Regions from separate parts of the Mus musculus genome. Here region 2 is linked to region 1. The links are chromatin contacts, called in public promoter capture Hi-C maps. All regions are on one chromosome and are shown on one strand. Each heading gives the region's core, a stretch centred on a gene start, on an enhancer-like site or on the middle of the called end of the contact. The rest is flanking DNA. Distances are from core to core; before and after follow the strand shown. Region 1 holds the start of Nfe2l3 (nuclear factor, erythroid derived 2, like 3). Region 2 holds the start of Snx10 (sorting nexin 10).

The links. Capture Hi-C pulls out chosen DNA fragments and counts their contacts.
Region 2: a contact with region 1 is called in a promoter capture Hi-C map of adipose tissue. The contact joins the promoter of Snx10 here to the promoter of Nfe2l3 in region 1. A contact is called at or near these places in 4 of 39 promoter capture datasets (the 3T3-L1 cell line, hematopoietic stem and progenitor cells, macrophages and 1 more), 5 of 484 Hi-C or Micro-C datasets (the G1E-ER4 cell line, Th17 cells, group 2 innate lymphoid cells and 1 more), 4 of 115 datasets of contacts at active chromatin or transcription factors (cardiomyocytes, embryonic stem cells, microglia and 1 more) and 3 of 9 other capture datasets (adipose tissue, liver and pancreatic islet).

The regions. Positions count from the first base shown.
Region 1 is chr6:51,430,187-51,435,088 of GRCm38.p6, reverse strand. It overlaps Nfe2l3 (nuclear factor, erythroid derived 2, like 3), which reads right to left and starts at 2,420. Exons shown (of 4, transcript NM_010903.2): 1 at 1,676-2,420. The coding sequence starts at 2,182.
Region 2 is chr6:51,522,533-51,526,924 of GRCm38.p6, reverse strand. It overlaps Snx10 (sorting nexin 10), which reads right to left and starts at 3,022. Exons shown (of 7, transcript NM_001127349.1): 1 at 2,891-3,022.

The DNA of each region.
Region 1 (4,902 bases), core at 1,171-3,670:
CCTGCAGCCCAGCCTGGGAAGGCACTGTCAAGAGAGTTGCTGGGGGTCTGGTGGAAGACTGGAGGGCATGGGACCACCGTGGCTTTGTTCTCTCCTCCTCGAAGAAAGACAGACTCCAGGTCGTCCTTGTGAGAACCATTGACACAGAGGGTAAGAAGGGAGAGGGAGGAGCTGCCGGACGCCTGGGTTCAGATTCTGCCCACCATAACTAGCTGGTTCTGGTACCTTGCACAAGTTTTTAAACCCGTGTTTCAGTTCCCAGGCCATCAGAGCTGCCTCCAAAACCAGCCCACCAGTCTAGATAGGTATCAACCAGGCAATGGTAGGAAGGAAGCCTTCAGAGAGAAAATCTTCTATTCCCTTCAAAGGTCTGTACACTTAGCAAGCTGGATGACATTTGGCTGTGAGACTGGTGTGGCACCACCTCGTACAGAATCCACCCAGGGTTTCAAAGTCACACTTTGCAGGACCAGAAAAGGTGTGGAGGTAGCAGGTACTCTCCTAAAATGAGAGATGCCTCTCCTCGGGTGACACCCTTCCCTCTTGGGAGTTCAGATCCATAGACTGGAAGAGGGAGTGGCTTCCTGTTAGTTCTAAACCATCAGGGGCCTATCACCGCTAGCACTAACCCCCACCCTATTAGCTCCCTTCCCAGAGAGGAGGAAGGGATCAGAACAGCCTAACAATGAATCACTAGCACCTCTCGCAATGACCCCTCCAAGAAAGGGTGGAGGAGCCCGTCAGACAACTGCCTACACAAACGGTGATTTTGAACAGCCGCAAACAAACCAGTTTAGTTCCAATTCCCATTTTGCACAAGACTGCTTTTCACAAAAACAACCTCCTACAAACACTTGTGGATTGACATCAGTTAACCTCAAGCACTGGGCCTAAAAGGGAGCCAGTTCCCCCCCCCCCCCACCCGCACCCCCTGGGAGACAGGAGCGCTTTAGTTGCCAGGTCTTTCCTGAGGTTTTCGCCCACAGATCTTGCAGAACTGTTTAGAAACAAAAAGTTCAGCTGCAGGGGAGCACCGGCAACCAAAGGGAACTTACTACGTGTCATGTTTATGTCAATTATGGATTTCACACGTCCCATTAGGGAGTATTCTCAGGCAAGGGTGGGATGGTAGATCACAGAGAGACCACCTGCACTGAACACCGAGCCTACTTAGTCCAGGAGCACAACAACACATCCACAAACGTTTAAACTCAGGGCAAGGATCGTGTCTCGGCTTAGGTGCGTGGTTCTTCAGAGAGATGCACATCTTCTCAGGGGCTGAGGCCTCCTTCATATTCTCTACTCCGGTACAGGTTCCCCATCAAGGCATCTTAATGCATTCGGGGTACGATTAAAGGCCACGTCCAGACAGCACCATTCCCTCTAGCTTCCCCATTACCAAAATACCCTCCACAGCCATCAAACACAAGGAAGGGTGGTCTCTGCACGCAATGGATTTCATACACTTTCCCTAAAAGCAAATCCCCAGAACTCACCCTCTTCATTCAAAAGGAGGCGGGGCACATTTGTCCCGCAACCTGTAACTACCTAGAGTAGGGAGAAAAGAGAGCCCGGGTGTGACCCTGCCTAGTCATCGGGACCCTAGAGCTCGGGGCCAGTTCTTTCTGCCCTGGAGGGCGTAGACGTGCTTCTCGCTTGCGTTTTTTTAGGTTACCTGGCTCCCGCATCCGCCTGCATCTGGCACCTGCGCCGTCGGTTCGGCCGCCTTCTCCTCCTCTTCCTCAGCGGCCAGAGGGCTGCTATGAGCCGCTCGGGGGTCCCCGCCGCCCGCGGATGCTGACTGGCCGCCGTCTCCCACGGCCGACGAGGCGGCGGTGCCGAGCAGCCCGTGGGCCCCGTCTGCGTTCCCAGTCGCCACGCTGTGCACTAGCCACGCGTCCACGCGGGTGCGGGGAATGAAGGGGACCCCGAGCGCGCGCACTTCGTGCAGCAGCCGGCCTTTGGCAGGTAGCAGGGGGGTGCGTTCCCAGCCTTCCGAAGCCGAGAAGGGGTTAGAAGCCGAGGCGGGGCGGGTGGGGCAGAGTGGGAGCAGCTCTTCCCAAAGTGCGGCGGCCGGCGGCGGCAGGAAGAGGTCCAGGTCCACACGGAGCCCTACCAAGCTCAACAGAATCGTGAGTTGCAGGAGGCCGCCGCCCGCCCACCAAGGCTTCGGGAGCTTCATCTCCCACGGTGCGCCGGGGATGCCTGTGTCCACCCGGCTTGGCACTACAGCCGCCCCTGTGGCACCAGCCGAAAAGACAATGGACCAGGGCGTACAAGGGGCCGTTGCAGCCTCACCCCAGCCAGGCACAAAGGCGCTCCCTCGGCTGCCCACACAGTGCCTGGCGCGGCCGGGGACCCAGAGAGGCGGAGGAGACACCTGCAACACCCAGCTCTCAGAACCCGCCCCATTGCCTGGCAACGCCCACAGTTAAGTCCCGCCCCCTTCAAACTTCGCCCCGCCCCGAGCCGCAGGCACAGCCCCTGGGACACACTCATATCTGTTCTGGGCTCCAGGCCTCTTTATAGGAGGAGTTTCAAAGCATTTTGGAATGGAAGCAGATTTAAAGCTCCCAGATGCCCCTGGCAGCCCTGTGGTAGTGACCTGGACCACTCTAGCTGAAAAAACCTATGGGTGGGAGTGGAGGAAAGTTGGAGAAGTTGGGAGGAGACAAGGATGTTTAAACTAGGGAGAAAGTAGCCAGTTTTGAGCACTAAGCACAAGTGGTCACAGGTGGGCAACTACTGGCCAGCACGGAGGGTAAGAGGAGTAGACCCTAAATTCAGATTGCACCCCCATCACCAGACAGCGAGGGTTTCTTAATAATCAGTGTTTCTGTTTCCTTGTCGGCAAAACAAGGAGAATAGTACCCCAAATAGGGATTCAGGGAGATCAGATGAAATCTACGAAAGTCAGGAATCGATACAGATTCCAAGCCTCCTTTTCAGTGAAAGAATATTATATAGACACATGCACATATCTACACCTTTACAGAGTCTTCACTATTCCCTAGACATACTTTGCAAATTGTTAGTCTTCTCTCATGGCATTTTTGCTTCATACCTGAGGGCTGAGAATACCAGCTCTACAGGACTTGTGTGTGTTCAAATCCACCAGCCCCAACACTGCTTTCTAGGTTGAACTTAGGCAAAATTTCACTTTATGTGTCTTTCCGGAGATTCGGGCAAACCATCAAGCACAGGCAGGAAGTACTCTATTATCTGTGGGTTGTTGCCCCCTCATCTTCTAAGGGGTAGCCCCCTAAAGCTCCATCCTCTGAATATTCAGCATATGGGATTAATCTCTCTCCCATCTGTTCTCCCACAGAGCTTTCCCCAGCTGCCAGCATTGCAGCACTTGGCCTATTCTACTTTGTGGTTTACAGAGGCCGAGGGTTAGTATGACTTGACTCTTGTAAACTCTTGAGGGCCAGGAACCTGTTTGGCTCACCTTTGTACCTACACAGTACCCAACATGGGCTTTGCAAGTGGAGATTTTACCAAGCCCTCCTGGTTCCCCCTGGGGAACCTAGCCCCACTTAGGGTTTGTCAACTTAGAAAATTTGTAAGATGCTCTCCCTTCTTCCTCCTTTCCTCTCCCTCCCTCCCTCCTTCCCTCTCTCCTCCTTCCCTTCCTTCTCTCCCTTCCTCCCTTTCTCCTTTCTTCCTTCTCTCCTTTCCTCTCTCTCTCTTTCCCTCCCTCCCTCTCTTTCTTCCTGGAGGTCTCTCCCTCCCTTTTCCCCTCCCTCTTTCCATTCCTCTCTCTTCTTCCCTCCTTCTCTCCTTTCCTCCCTCCCTCTTTCCCTTCCTCCTTTTCTCTCTCCCCAGGGGCTATCTAGTATGACAAATCTTGTCCAGCAAAAGTAGAAGCAAAGATTTTTGTTTTTAGGAGTTGCTAGGGATAGACTGCCCAGAGCTACAGACATATCCAGTCCTTGGTTTTCTGAGACAATGTCTCAATGTGTATTCCTGGCTGGACTCATATGTTCCAACCCCCTGCCTCCCTAGTATGAGAATGACAAGAAGTGTACTGCCATGCCAGGCAGAAGGTGTTTCTGCTTTAAGTCTTGAGTGATTGGGAATGAGGGTGCGTTTATGGGGATGGGGGTGATACTGGGATGATCTTGGCTCAGTAAATGTCTGCCACATTCAGCTTTTTATAGACTGATTTTCTCCCTCGTGTGCTGTTGGAGATTGCGAAGAATATGAGATGGGACGCCTGAGCTCAGTAGCTTGGAGCTCGTTAGGGGCGTAAGATGCTCTCCCTTCTTCCTCCTTTCCTCTCCCTCCCTCCCTCCTTCCCTCTCTCCTCCTTCCCCTCCTTCTCTCCCTTCCTCCCTTTATATAAATCTGTGAAATTCTTAGAAACAAGGATGGCACTTGAGTTCTAAAACACTGTGATGTAAGTGACTTATGGGTTTCTCTAGTACATGCTGTGAACCAAATAAGAATATAGATGAGCCATCAGTCATGGTAGCAACTTTCAGAACCTTATACATAGTTGGTGCCCCCAAAATGTTTCATTTCCCCCATGGTTGGGATGTAGCTCAGTTGGTAGAGTGCCTGACAAGCATGCACAAACCCGGGTTTGACAGATGGCAAGGGTTGGTTTCCTCCTTACCGTAATAGCTCCCAGGGATTGAACTCAGGCTAGCAGCTTTGGTGGCAAGTGTCTTTCCCCAGTGAGCCATATTCACAGCCCAAGTCCTGGAGTTCCTTCCCAGCAGCACATAAACTGGACAGATGTATGTGGTGGTTGCTGTCCACCTACAACCCCGGGAGCTCGGATGAAAAAGCAGAAGGATCAGGCAAGAGTTCAAACACAGACAGGGTTACGTAAGCCTTTGTCTAAGAAAGACTAAATTAATTAATTAATTAATTAATTAATTAATTAATTAGTTA
Region 2 (4,392 bases), core at 1,773-4,272, 91 kb before region 1:
CACTCACATGTACACCCTGGCAAGCACCCACCTGTGCACACCAGCAAGCACCCACATGTACACACCAGCAAGCACCCACATGTACACAACAGCAAGCACCCACATGTACACAACAGCAAGCACCCACCTGTGCACACACACAGAGTACAATACTAAATAAAGCTTAAAAGGGCAGAGCCTGGCATACAGGAGTCCTTTTATAGAAACCTGCAGCACATTTGCTTGTTGATTAAAACTGTAAGCTGAGTTTGGAGAAGCCATAAATAGCTTGATGCCTTAGTTTCCCCAGATGTTAGCTGAGGGAAATAATAAAACTGGCTTTATAATTTGCCATCTGATTTAGTGAGACTAACACACAATGCTCAATCCAGTTCCTCACCTATGCTAGCCAAGTGCTCTACCACGGACCTCCCCTCAGCCGGCCCTCCACCACCACCACCCCACCCCACCCGCCTTCCCCTCAGTTTCTGAGAAAGGGTTTCTCTGTGTAGCCCTGGCCCTCCTGAGCTAGCTCTATAGACCTGACTGACCTCTAACTCATATACCCTCCTGCCTCTAAGTGCTGGGATTAAAATCATGTGTCACCATTGCTAGAAAAAAACCCCTTCAAATCATCGGGTGGCGGCACAGGCCTGTGACCCCAGCACTTGGAAAGTAGGGGCAGGAGGACCGAGGGTTCAAAGCCTCAGCTCCGCACTGAGGAGTAATTAATTAAATTAATAACAATAATAGTGTCAGATATGGCGGCTCAACACCTGTAGCCCGAGCACTTGAGAGTTCAAGGCCACCCTCAACTACAGGTTATAGTAGTTCACGTCTGTAATGGAAGCACTCAGGGGGAGCACTCAGGGGGAGCACTCAAAGTTCAAGAACAACCTCTCCCACACTGCAAGTTAGAGAGCAGGCTGGACCACGTGAGACATAGCCTCAAAAAAAGAAACCCTCCAGGTGTTGAGCCACCATATCCGACACTATTGTTGCTATTGATGAATTCATTACTTTTGAGGGAGACTCTCGTGTGGCTCAGGGCTGGCTTCAGGCCTAGCGTGGTAACACCTTTAAGAGCAGCACTTGGGAAGCAGAGGCAAGGAGATCTCTTAGTTCAAGGTAAGCCAGATCTACATCGTGAGCTCCAGGACAGAGTTTTGTCATTTTTGAGACAAGGACTCATAAGGATGGCCTGAAACCCCTGATCCTCTTGCTGCCACCTCCCAAGTGTCCTGATTACAGATATGCACCATCACGCCTGACCTGACCTGCCAGCAATGACTTAAGTAGCAAACAAGGGCACCAAGAATTCAACTCAGAAGGGTCTGAAACCAGAAGTTGTGGCTAACACAATGTCCTATATAGCTTCTAGCTGGAACATGGTATAGAGAGCTTAAATGTTAACTCATACCTATTATATTTCAAAAAAAAAAAAAAAAGTCCTTTGGTGATAAATAACAGCCCTAAAATCTAAGGGACATTCCACTTGGCCACCATCACTTCAGCCAAGGCCCTTCTTTTATAGGCTGGACCCTATTCTCAGGTGGTTGTTACATCCCAGCCCCAATACCAAAAGAGGAAAAACAAACTAGTTCCCCAATTGCTTAACTCAAAAATGAAAGTAGTGCCATGCCTGGACTAAGAGAGAGAGAGAAATGAGGACTGTGTGGCAAAGGAAACACTTTAACACAGAAAGCATGATGGCGCTTATTTCAAGACCCCAAACTCGGAAGGTCTTCCCATCAGTGAAGTAAAGGAAGTGGGTAACAGTTCAGAGCAGTGGAGAAAGAAGCACGCAGGCCAGAAGGCTGCAACCCCACCCCACCACCACCATGGGCACACCTTCTTTAGGGCAGTGCCAGTCAGGCCCGTGTCTGTAGCTAAGAATGCACTGACAGAACCCGGGATGGATGGTCTGGATAACTTGAGGAAACTGCTAATGAGGTCTTGAACATCTCCACACAGTCACTTCTAAATATATCTACACTTATATCGCTATTCAAAACAGTCTGTCAGTCAACCACTCCTTTAAAAATAAACGGGAGCTGGGGTGCAGCGCAGTGGTAAAATGCTTGCTAATGACATGCTCAAGACCATGGGCCTATTCCCAGGATCAGAAGGGAGGAAGACACGGAGAGGTTGGGTGCAACCCGAATGACTGTCCCGTTGTATCCTTGCCTTAGCGACAGGAATCAAGCGAAGTCACGCTTGATTGTTGCCAGGATACTTAACCTCCTCCTTCTCCTCCTCCAGAAAAGCCCCCCTCCCCCCCCCCCCCCGATTGGCCACTGGTTGAAGGAGTTCCATAATACCCCCAGCCCACTTCCGGCCACTCCCACAAGCCCACTCCCCGGACGAGAGGGATTTTCACACACCCCTCCCACCGGGTGCATGCTGCTCCACCCTTGCAGACCTTGGTTTCCCCTGTCGCAAACTAAAAGGGTTGATGGAGATCACGAAAATTGAGATCAGTGTTCTCAATTTCTGATCCATCGCTCTCCACGCGCCTGTGCTTTGCGGAAGCAGACATCCCGTGACCATCCCCTTAACAATACTTGTAATTTTAGCAAAGGAGTGTGATGTGTCCAGAACCGATAAAACAGGCTGTTGCTTCCCAATCTCAGCAAACCCGATCATCAGCTCATCAGCGTGGGTTTCCTCCGCGGCCTTTTCCATCAATCCCACAATCCCATGAAAGAGAAAAAAAAAAAAAAAAAACCTCCCCTGGCCCTCCCAGCCTCTAAACTCAAAGGTGCCTGGCCTTGTATTCGGAAAGAAGTGGGGGTCGGGGAGAGAACCTGCTCGCTCCAGCAGCCCCGGCGTCCCCAGCCGAGCTGAGCAGGTGCCGGGGCAGGCGCGGCGCCCGCCACCCGACTCCCTCCCTAAGGCTCAGTTTACTCACACGCGGTTCTGAACGCCCGGCCCGGAGCACGGCGGAGTTTGCTGACTCAAGGCGCGGCGGCGACGAGCGCCTAAGAGCGAACCCGAGGAGCGCAGCCCCGCGTCCAGCGCACGCAGCGCCCCGCCCCGCCCTGCGCGCCCGCCGCCGCCCCCCACCCCCACCCGCCACTGCCAGCCTTAACGTAGGAAAGGCCACCTAGCTAGCGGGTCTTTCTCCCTACCCAGCAGTGAGGAATCAAGATGAGAGAAGCCAATAACAAACAAGCATGACTAGATGTTAGCAGGATCTCGATGGAGGGCATATACTGTTTGCTATAACAATATTTTTAATATCTCCGTAACTTTTTAAAAAATGTGTTTTCATGTACGATGAGGAGAAAGCTATGAGAGTCTGCCAAAGATATGTCCGGTTCCTATAGATCATCTGAGCTGGCTCTCACCCACCTGTGTGCATGGCTCAAGGCTGAGAGCACTTTTTGCCCTTGCAAAGGACCTGGCTCCCAGCATCCATACAGTAGCTCACAACTGCCTTTAACTCCAGTCACCACCCTCTTCTGCCCTAGCACTCACGTGGTGCACATACATCCAGGAAGCCAAAACAGTCATAAAATAAAATAAATAAATCTAAGGACAAAAAAGAAAGACTCAGCGAATCTTGGACCATCCAGCATCCTCCTAGAAAAGTTGTCCATGACTATATTCCATAGCTACACTGACCTCCTGAACAAAACTTGCCAAAATGCAATGTCTTATCTTAGACTCGTATCTCTGAGTGCTGCATCATTGTTTTTTTTTTTTTTTTTTTTTTGCATCATTGGTATTTAATGACCTAAAATTGCACCCAAACTATAATACATGCAACCATCGTTTGTTTTGCTTTTTGTATGTTTGTTTGTTTTTCGAGACAGCGTTTCTCCTTATACCCCTGGCTGTCTTGGAACTCACAGATTTTTGAGTTTAAGGCCAGCCTGGTCTACAAAGTGAGTTCCAGGACAGCCAAGAATACACAGAGAAACCCTGTCTTGAAAAACCAAAAAAAAAAAAAGTACAAAAACTTTACTATGAGAGCATTTAGCCCTGGAGATTGAGAATTGAATATGTGATATTTATACAGCTTAAGCCTAGGATCTTAATGTATTGTTTTAAGCAATCTGGGCACATTTCAAACCTATGTTCAAGTAATGTCTACAAAAATTCACCCTAATGGAATAGTCATTTACTTTATACTTTAAGTACTCAATAGCTGGTTTTAAACTACAATATGTTAGTATACAGTATTGGAGGACAATAGAATTTGTTATATTTTGTTTTTGTTTGTTTGGTTTTGTGTTTATTTAAGACATGGTCTTAATATATATAGCTGTCCTGGAACTCTATGTAGACCAGGATGGTTTCGAACTCACAGAGATCCGCCTGCCTCTGCCTCCCAAGTGCTGGGATTAAAGGTGTGCACACTCTGCCCAGTGTTTGACAATGCATTTAAGATTTACAACATTTATGGAT